Regions from separate parts of the Sus scrofa genome. Here region 1 is linked to region 2. The links are chromatin contacts, called in public Hi-C maps. All regions are on one chromosome and are shown on one strand. The core of a region is the stretch at or near the end of the contact, and the rest is flanking DNA. Distances in the headings are between cores, read along the strand shown.

Region 1 (4,979 bases), core at 2,373-4,872, 47 kb before region 2:
GCCGCGCAGGCCAACGCACTCAGAAACGGCAGCAGCGGAGGCAGCTGAGAGCCGACTCTTGCCACCTGCTAGACGCTGAGCTTCAGACGCTGTCAAACGGGCATTGAACCACCTCGCCTGGAATCACTTCGTAACAAGAGTCATTCCACACGGAGTAAAGTGTGGTAATGAAGTAACTAACTCAGTCTTGCTGACTACAGAGGAAATCATAATTCAAGTCCTAGGACGCGCCAGTCTTTCCAAGAAGCATGAAGAGCCTTATTTTCACATAATAGCTGTTTCCTGGAAATGTCACTTTTGTACCCTTTCAAAATGACAGGCGGGGAGTTCTCGTCATGGCTCAGTGGTTAACAAACCCGACTACTATCCATGAGGACATGGGTTCGATCCCTGGCCTCCCTCAGTGGGTTAAGGATCCGGTGTTGCCATGAGCTGTGATGCAGGTCATAGATGAGGCTCAGATCTGGCATTGCTGTGGCTCTGGCGAAGGCCAGCAGGTACAGCTCCGATTGGACCCCTAGTCCGGAACCTCCATATGCCTTGGGTGCAGCCCTAAAAAGACACACACACACACACACACACACACACCACACACACACACACACAATGACAGGCTGGCAAAAGAAACCCTAAATGATGTTTATGAGCTTTTACAGAGCATTTGTGTGTTTCTGATGCTTTATAATAAAAGAAAAAGGAAAGGACATTGGCATTTATCTCTTACCATTACTTAAATGGAAAGACTTTTTCTGATAAACTGAGTAAACTGCTAATTTCCATCATTTCCAAAATAAATTATCTACTTCATGACTCTGATCTATCCTGCTCAGTAAAATGAGACATTAAAAAAAAATGAAAAATAAACAAAACAAAAAGACAACTTACAGAATGGGAGAAAATAGTTTCAAATGATGCAACGGACAAAGGCTTTATCTCTAAAATATACAAACAACTTATACAACTCAACAGCAAAAAAACCAACAACCCAATTGAAAAATGGGCAAAAGACCTGAATAGGCACTTCTCCAAAGATATACAGATGGCCAACAAGCACATGAAAAATACTCAACATCCCTGATTATTAGAGAAATGCAAATCAAAACCATCAAGAGATACCACGTCACACCCGTCAGAATGGCCATCATTAATAAGTCCACAAATAACAAATGCTAGAGGGGTGTGGAGAAAAGGGAACCCTCCTGCACTGTTGGTGGGAATGTAAATTGGCACAAGCGCTATGGAAAATAGCATGGAGGTACCTCAGAAAACTACATATAGAACTACCATATGACTGACCCAACAATCCCACTCTTGGGCATAAATCCAGACAAATCCTTGAAAAAGGCACATGCATTTATCTCTTATCATGTTCACTGCAGCACTATTCACAATAGCCAAGACATGGAAACAACCTAAATGTCCATCGACAGATGAATGGATTAACGTGTGGTATGTATTTGCAATGGAATACTACATAGCCATAAAAAAGAACAAAATAATGCCATTTGCAGAAACATGGATGGAACTAGAGACCCTCATACTAAGTCAGTCAGAAAGAGAAAGACAAATATCATATGATAGCATTTATATCTGGAATCTAATATATGGCACAAATGAACCTTTCCACAGGAAAGAAACTCATGGACACGGAGAACAGACCTATGGATGCCAAGGGGGAGGGGGAGGGAGTGGGATGGACTGGGAATCTGGAGTTAACTGATGCAAACTATTGCATTTCGAATGAATAAGCAATGAGATCCTGCTGTATAGCACTGGGAACTATATCTAGTCACTTGTAATAGAGCATGATGGAGGATAATGCAAGAAAAAGACTGTGTATATACATATGTGTGTGTCTCTGTGTGTGTGAGACTGGATCACTTTGTTGTACAGCAGAAAACTGACAGAACACTGTAAACCAACTATAAATGGAAAAAATAAAAATCATTAAATTTTTTTGAAATTATAAAAAAAAATGTGGGAGTTCCCATTGTGGCTCAGCAGTTAATGAATCTGATTAGCATCCATGAGGCCACAGCTTCGATCCCTGGCCTTGCTCAGTGGGTTACGGACCCGGCGTTGCCGTGAGCTGTGGGGTAGAGGTCATCAACGCGGCTGGGATCCCTTGTTGCTGTGGCTGTGGTGTAGGCCAGTGGCTACAGCTCAATTCAACCCCAAGCCTGGGAACCTCCATATGCCACAGGTATGCCCCTAAAAACCAAAAAAAAAAAAAAAAATGTGGTTCACTACTCATTTTTATGAAAAGTATAAAAACAGTCTTAAACAAAAGACAAGTTTCTCAATAAGTGGGCCTAACAACATCCTACCCCAACACAACAACAGGGAAAATGTGTCCTCACCGCCAGGTCGCTGTATATATGGTCACCGAAATACAACACTTTGGATCCCCTCCATCCGGTAAGCTTCAAAAATTCATATAAATTGCCCTGCAATAGAAAAACAGAGGTGTTATAGCATATGACAGATAGAGGCCCAAGATATCTAAAACTTAAAAGAATGTTTCTGCATTTACATTTAAATATTAAAATATGAAAACACCTTGACCTGAAGTCTTTCAGACCTTTCTTCTAAGTCAAATGTATTTTCAGAAAGGATTCATATTTTATATACCTCTTTGAAATAATCTAGTTTTTTCACTTAACATTCTGTGATCACGTCAATAAATATTCCCTCAGCTTTCAAGAGCTGAGAACGCCCATGATTCACCTTACCAATTCTGACGCTGGACATTTATTTGTTATCTCTTTGTAAGTAACTTCCTAATAAACAGTCTTATAGCAAAGCTATGTCTGAATAATTTTCTTAGGCTCATGTCCTAGAAGTGGAATGGCTGTATTAAAACTAATCTCTCAGGCCTGGAAAATATATTAGTGCCAAATCCAGCAGTTTGTTACTATCCACCAGGAATGTATCAGTATTAAAAAAAAAAAAAAAAAACTGTACAGTATAATATTATGTATTATAAATATTACACAGATATAAAAAAATTATGAGATTAAAAAAAAAACTAACTTCAATTACACAATAATGGTCAGCAATTCAATCATTTACTCAAACATGGGAGAGCTTTATATGATAACAAAATACATCAAAACTGTGGCACCAAAGTATTGGCAGTGTCTCTGCAGCTCTAGGACCACAGGTTCAATCCCCAGCAGGCACAGTGGGTTAAAGGATCTGGTGTTGCCGCAGCGGCAGCTTCGTTCACAGCTATGGCTCAGACCTGATTCTTGGCCTGGGAACTCCCTATGCCCTGGGGGAGGCCAAAAAAAAACCAAAACCGTACATAAAACACAGTTCATCAGGAAATAATTACTCATTTGAGTGAATACAATGCCATGGGATTAAATACTTTTTTTTTTTTTTTAATACTTCTTAAAGAGACATTTCCAAGGTTCACTACTGGCATCTTGAATTTTTTATCCTATGAAAAGAAGATACTTTAAATTTTGTTTTTTAAAAACTGTTTGATGCCGAATGAACTGAGACATAGCATGTTGAAACTATTGACTGAAGCTGAAATTCCGCCACCACATTACAAACAGTTCCAGCATCGGACCCAGAACTCTGCCCGGCACGTGGCAAGCCTCCACCAATGTCAGCCACTGTCCTTCTAACTGACCACAAAGCACAGCAACAGAAAGGACAGATGGGTCACGAGATACCTGCTTGTAAATCTGGCCTTTCTGCAACTTGTGGATTTTATCCCAGAGTAAGACGCCTTTCTCATTCACCTTTCGAAAAGGTCTAGCAACAGAAAGAGGAAACATTAGGACGCGTGGGAGCAGCGCAAGCTGCTGTCTGCTGTGTGAGAAATTACAGTTACTTCCTGGGAACAGCAAAGAGCTTCATCAACCAAAAACGAAAGCCCACCACCAACGTTCCCTGGCCTCGGGCAATATACCCCAAAAACTGTGGACCTCAGGAGCCAAAGGAGGTTGGTGGAAAAAGAACTCCAGGGTCAAATCAATTTGGAAAACACTACGCACTATGTATGGCCCTCTTTAAAACCACTGACGGCTCTGAAGAGCCCTCCCATGAAGCTTTTCTTTAACCCAGATTTCCCAAACTTCTGTGGCCATGCAGAAACTGTTTCACACACCGCTTATGGAGATAATGCTAGAACATTTATCCAGCTTTGCCCTGACATTCACCCAATCTAGATACAAAATACATTAAAACTGGGCACATGACTTTCTAATGGAAAATGGGGCGGGGCGGGGGGTGGGGAATAAAGGCTCGTTCCTCACCCTGGGGGTGCTAGTCTACAAAACACCAGGCTTATGTGTCCTTTTTCTTTTCTTGGGTAACATGGACTTGGGACTGCCTCTCTGTTAGAAAAATCTATGCTCACTGCAAAAAAAAAAAAAAAAAAAAAGTGGAAAATGCAGAAAAATACAATGAAGAAAAGGAAAACCACGCGTGATTCCAGAACTCTGAAACACACCATCTCAGTGGATACTGTTCGATCTTCCTCTTCCTTATGGACATAAAACCAGGGGGATTTGCACATACTGGTCCCTATCTCCTTTTCTCCAAGGCTGTGAGCTCCTCCCCATGTGATTAGTCTTCACACATCACTTTTTATAGTCATGAAACACTTTCACTGCCTCTTTTTTTTTTTTTTTGTCTTTTTGTTGTTGTTGTTGTTGCTATTTCTTGGGCCGCTCCCGCGGCATATGGGAGGTTCCCAGGCTAGGGGTTGAATCGGAGCTGCAGCCACCGGCCTACGCCAGAGCCACAGCAACGCGGGATCCGAGCCGCGCCTGCAACCTATACCACAGCTCACGGCCACGCCGGATCGTTAACCCACTGAGCAAGGGCAGGGACCGAACCCGCCACCTCATGGTTCCTAGTCGGATTCGTTAACAACTGCGCCACGACGGGAACTCATTTTTTTTTTTTTTTTCACTGCCTCTTTTTTTCAAACACCTTATTTTTAAGGGCTGCATAATATC
Region 2 (5,329 bases), core at 1,089-3,588:
CCCAATTTTGGCCAGAAGCTGATCTTCATCACCCAACCCTTCGGCTGTCTCATTCGCCAGGCTCTGTGCTAAATGCCTTCCACGGATGGGTTCTCTCACTCCCCGCCACAACCATCCCCACTTGACCAATGAGGAAACTGGAGCTTCGTGATGTGCCCAGAGGCCCACAACCTGCAGCAGCAAACCTTATCCATAAAACGGGAATGGCAAAAATGTTGCCTGTCTCGTCTTATAAAACTAAACACACAATTGCCAATCAACCAAAGCAATGGCATTTAGAGAAACGAAAACACTATCTTCACACAAAAACCTGTACACAAATGCTTATAGCAGCTTTATTTGTAATCGTCAAAAACGGGGAACAACCCCGATGTTGTTTGATGAGTGAAGCATGACTGAACAGTTCACAATGCTTAAACCAGCTGTTTAACTGTGATACATATGCAGCCCGGAATACTATTCAGCAATAAAAATGAAAGCGCTATTGATATAGTACATGCAACACCTAAAAACTGGTTAAAGATGATGTTGGATCCCTGTATTAATTCTTCCAAGTGCATGAAATAAAATTATCTCAATTTAAAATTTCAATTTAAAGCCTTGCCTGCCCCAAAGCTGGGCTACATGACCTTTCATTTCTTTCACCTAAGACCTGCAACTCGCAAGGTCTCCAAAGCAGTCTTCTTGCCACCACACACCACCTCAAAAACCAATGCAACACCAAACACTGAGCAAAGGAAAACTAAAACAAGCCCTATTTCATAGAATTCTGCATCACGAGCCACGTTGAGTTCCCTCAGAAAATTATCCCAGCTGGTGAAAATAAGCCTCATGTGCTCATGAACATGACTTCTGGCCAGTTTCTTGTGGTTCAGGAGGTTAAGGATCCAATGCTGCAACTGTAGCAGCGCATGTCTAATCCCTGGCCAGGGAACTTTCACAGGCCGAGGACATGGCAAAACAAAAAACAATGCAAAAGAACAAAAAACATGACTTCCAGCCAAAAGATGGAAAATGTGATTTCACAAAATATTCTCTCCCTCTCTCTCTATGCCACCTCCTCTGCCCCTTCCCCAAAAAATTCAGTATAAAGATTGCTTTTCTGAATCTTCCCTGAAAGAAGCAGCACCAACGGATTGTCACTGGCCCTTTACACCAGTTCCCAAATGGTCAGCTGCTACTGCAAGGCAGTGCAGCAAAGAGGACAATGGGTTGGGGGCTGAGACAGACCAGGGGTCAAGGTGTGACCTTGGCCAGGATCCTTAAATTTGAGTCTGACCTCTCTCATCTATGGATGGAGATGTGGCACCTCGTTCATAAATACAAGGAAGAATTAAGGGAGCAATTTATGTGTCTGACACTAGTCTTTACTGGGTCCTCTTTCCATCCCTCCCCCTTGCCTTACCAACAACCACACCAAGCTGATTTTACGTTCATCTGGCTACAAAGTGGTCATTCCCTGGAACCCCCTTGTCGCTGAGGTTAGCAGATAACTCAGAACACTCCAACCTGGCCTCCTCCTATTTCAAGCACAGCAAATCCTACCCTATCCCCTGAAACAAAGAAGGAAAACAAATCAGCTTCCGAGTACTGCCACCTGCCCAGCATCCAAAAGCCAGGGTAAATCCGCCGCCTGCCGGACTCCGGCTGTTACTATCATTATTGTTTAGTAATACCAATACCTAACGGGGCGTGGGGGTGACTGTCTTTCAAGTATGTCTGTGGCACCCCCTGGACACCCCGAAAGCGCTTCCGATGCAGATTTCTAGCTAAAAACCCCAAAATTGATAAAGCGGCTTTTCCAACAGGAGAAAGGCAAGAGTTGTAAAGTTTCTGGAGGAGCATTTTTCCGCGTTACCCGGAATTGCACTGCAGAGGCGATGTCGCCCGCGGTTGGGGTTGGGAACGACCGAGGGTCACGATGCAGAGGGGGTGGGGGAGCTCTAAAGGTCAGCAGCGGACCGCCGCGGGTCTGGGGGTGCAGGCTTCCCCGCTGACCGCATGGGGCCGGACCTGGCGCCCCAGCACAGCGAGGAGGGGGCCCCCCAAGTACTGGGGGCTCAGGGTGGAGGGCGCCGCCTCACTCACCTTCCGTGCTTCTCTTTGCCTCCCGGTAGCGCTCCCACAGGTAGAGCTTCATGTCCGGGGCGGTCCCAGGTGCTGTGCATAAGGGCCGAGCGAGGCTCGCTCGCGACCGCCGCCGGGCCGCGGTCCCGCAGCCGCCCCGCAGGGCAGCAGCCGCCCTTGCACCCGCTCCACGGGCCACCGCCGCCGCTGCCGAGGCCATGCCTGCCGCCGCCCGGCTGCGAGTGGCGCCCCAGCGCCGGTGCTCTGCCGCGCGCTCTGCCCAGTGGGCGGGCGAGTCCCTACGTCCGAGCACGTGGCGGCGCGGCCCGCCCCTCGGGCCGCCGCGGGGGGCGGGGTCTTGACGGGGCGGGGGGTGGGCGGGGCAGAAAAGTCCCGGGCTGTGGGAACCGCTGGGCCCTGCGCCCGAGCCTGCTGCTGCAGTCGCTTCTTCACCATTTGGCGCGATCGCCCCGTCAGCCTAGGTCACATGGAATGGAACGACTCTGCTGGCCCTGAACCGCGAGATGACCTCGGCGCCGCCCGCCGAGCCTCGCAGCACTTCCTCCTGCGACCTGTGACCGTCTCCCAACCCAGGCTGTACTGACCATGTGCCTCTGGCCCCAGCCCCAGGAGGTGCCCTCTCCACATTAATGGCTTCAGCAGTCTGGACCTCCCCTGGATCGCGGGTGCGGGTCTGGGACGTGCCCCAACGGCTAGCTTGAATCCTGAGTGGGCAGCTGGGCAGAGGGCCCGCACGTGGGCTGATGTGCCTGAAGGGCACCCCCGCTGCACAGCCTGGAAGGCCACTGTCCCTTCGGAGATTTCTGACTCCGGAGGAAGGCCCCTGGGACACCACTCCCCTGCTCACCAGCGTGGTGCACCTGTCTCTCTCAGACCTGGGAGGCTGCACCCACTCTGTGCACTGTGGTTCCACCAAAGCCAAATAAGCAGTAAACGCCAACAAGCGACATTGCTGTATATGGACTGGTCAAACTAGCTTCTGCAGCAAAATCTGATACAGCCCACCCAGAACCCGACTGATAATCTCTGAACTTCGAGGGCTTTGCCAGGCTACCCGGCAACTGTGCGGGGAGCTGGTGAAATGTAATGAGTAACCATCAGGGCTAACTCTCTGCCTGGGAGACAAATAACCCAAAGCATCAAGTTGTGGGCTGGAGGGGGTTGGGAGATGTCTTCCTGGAAAAAGATGGCCTCAGGGTTAGACCTTTGATGGACAGTAAACTACTCTGTGTTTGCAATGTGAGTTTTCTCATGCAGTCCTCTCAGTAATCCTAACAAGTATGCAACCTAATACTCCATTTTTAAAGTGATGAAATTGAGGCTAAGACAGGTGAATAGCATTCTTAAAGTCACTTATCTAAGGAGTTCCTGTTGTTGCTCAGTGGTTAACGAATCTGACTAGGAACCATGAGGTTGCAGGTTTGATCCTGGCCTTGCTCAGTGGGTTAAGGATCCAGCGTTGCTGTGGCTCAGGCATAGGCCACGGCTCCGATTAGACCCCTAGCCTGGGAATTTCCACATGCCTCTGGAGAGGCCTTAGAAAAGGCAAAAAGACAAAAAAAAAAAAAAAAGTCACCTAGCTGAGTCCATTCTTCACCTGGATTTAATGTAGTAGGTACAATTTAGTTGGGTGATAAGGAAGGAGGAAGCCAATAAATAATCCTTAACAGTTAATAGGTAATATCTTACAAATCACTGATAAAAATGAGAGCCCATTAAAGTGTTTAAAACAGATAAGATATCAAATCCGTGAACTCTAGTACTTTAAACCTACTTTATGGTTTTAGTTTATTCCAGTTGATATCTTTTCTTCCTCATGTTACTTTAAAAAGTTGTGACAGGAACTAAATTTTGTTTACATGAAACATTAATTCATAAATTCATAGATGACAGTAATGTAAAAGTCTCACAATTAGAACTTTTATAACATTGCTTCAATATATTTTTAGCTATAGAATCTTGTAAGATCAACATTCTTCTACCTACCACAGAAATATGAATCACTTAAAAGTTGTTCTTTTTAGCTACAATCTGTTACAATATTTTAAGTGGCTAAAAAATAAAATCCCCAGGCCTCCATTATCTTCATTCCTAAGAGGTTTACAAGAAAATATCTTAGCAAAGAGGTCTAAATAAAGACAAGTAGAAAAAAATTACAGACACGAAAGAGCCCATGATAATTTTTATTTTTACTAATATCATTTGAGGTCTTCATTAATTTTGTTTCAAAATGAGATCTTCTTGGCAAAAAAAAAAAAAAAAAAAAAAAAAACTTATGAGGAATTGGACTATCATCTGGGCTATGAAAAAGCCACTTCTCTGAAATGAGCTCAGATATGGATTCCCAGGATTATTTGTGCTACAAGACCTCAGCAGGGGATGCTGGTAAATTGTGGTCATTTGGCTTTCTTCACTCTTGCTTTTAGCTGACAAAATCCTTTGCTGTGAAAGCTTTGCTGCACCATCCATCTTATCCAAAGATAAACTCTTAGAGGAATAAGCTTTCTTTTTCTTTGTTGCTTCTTTTTCTAGGCCATTCCATCGTTCAACATTACTTCATGTCTTCCATCGGGTCTTTTCCTCAGCGGAAATGGAAATAACCTCTCATAACCTTTTTCCCTTTTCCCAAAGCATATTTTGATTTATCTGAAATTGTAGTAGGCATCCAGTCCAAGCGTTGAGCCCCCTGTAGCTTATCTGCACTGGCGCACATGGCCGAGCTCACTGTGTTAGAACTCTGAGCGCTGTGGTAGTTTAATTTAAGTGAGTGCTCCCTTAATGAGGTGCTATTCCTAGCCCTCCGAATACTGCTGGCTCATGCCTTGAGGCCAACATCTCCTATCCCAAATGTGCTCAGTTTCCCTCAGAAGGCTGCAAATGATCAAAAGCTGTCAAGAGGTCATTTATAGAACATGAGTAACCCAAAGCACATTTCTTTTTGAGACATAGAACAAAAACTCACTGCAGGATTCCATGGATTGATGAATGAGAAGATCCCAGGTAGGTGGCCCTTAAATCAAGTGACCTGTACAAACAGCCCACGGCCTCCATCATGACTGGATGACAGGAGTCACTTATCAATAATTGACCTGGTGGATATTTGAAAATTAGAATATTAGAATTTTAAAAAACGACTCCTGGCTTAACACATTTAAAAGAGAAGGATAAAAAAACATTTATAAAAGGTGGCATTGGAACAGCACCTATTGTCCTAGTCCTGCCAAAAACATTTAATCTGAGT

The links. A called contact is a pair of places that touch in the nucleus more often than the background predicts.
Region 1: a Hi-C map of liver shows a contact between it and region 2, with 2.2 times the contacts expected there. A contact is called at or near these places in 1 of 5 promoter capture datasets (fetal skeletal muscle), 6 of 47 Hi-C or Micro-C datasets (embryonic fibroblasts, liver and skeletal muscle) and 1 of 2 datasets of targeted methods (skeletal muscle).

What each region holds. Positions count from the first base shown.
Region 1 is chr5:80,671,059-80,676,037 of Sscrofa11.1, reverse strand. NT5DC3 (5'-nucleotidase domain-containing protein 3) reads right to left here. Exons shown (of 15, transcript XM_005664189.3): 11 at 3,687-3,768; 12 at 2,361-2,447. Among named protein-coding and RNA genes, the nearest start is that of NT5DC3, 48 kb to the right of the region's middle.
Region 2 is chr5:80,622,678-80,628,006 of Sscrofa11.1, reverse strand. It overlaps NT5DC3 (5'-nucleotidase domain-containing protein 3), which reads right to left and starts at 2,338. Exons shown (of 15, transcript XM_005664189.3): 1 at 2,089-2,338. The coding sequence starts at 2,287.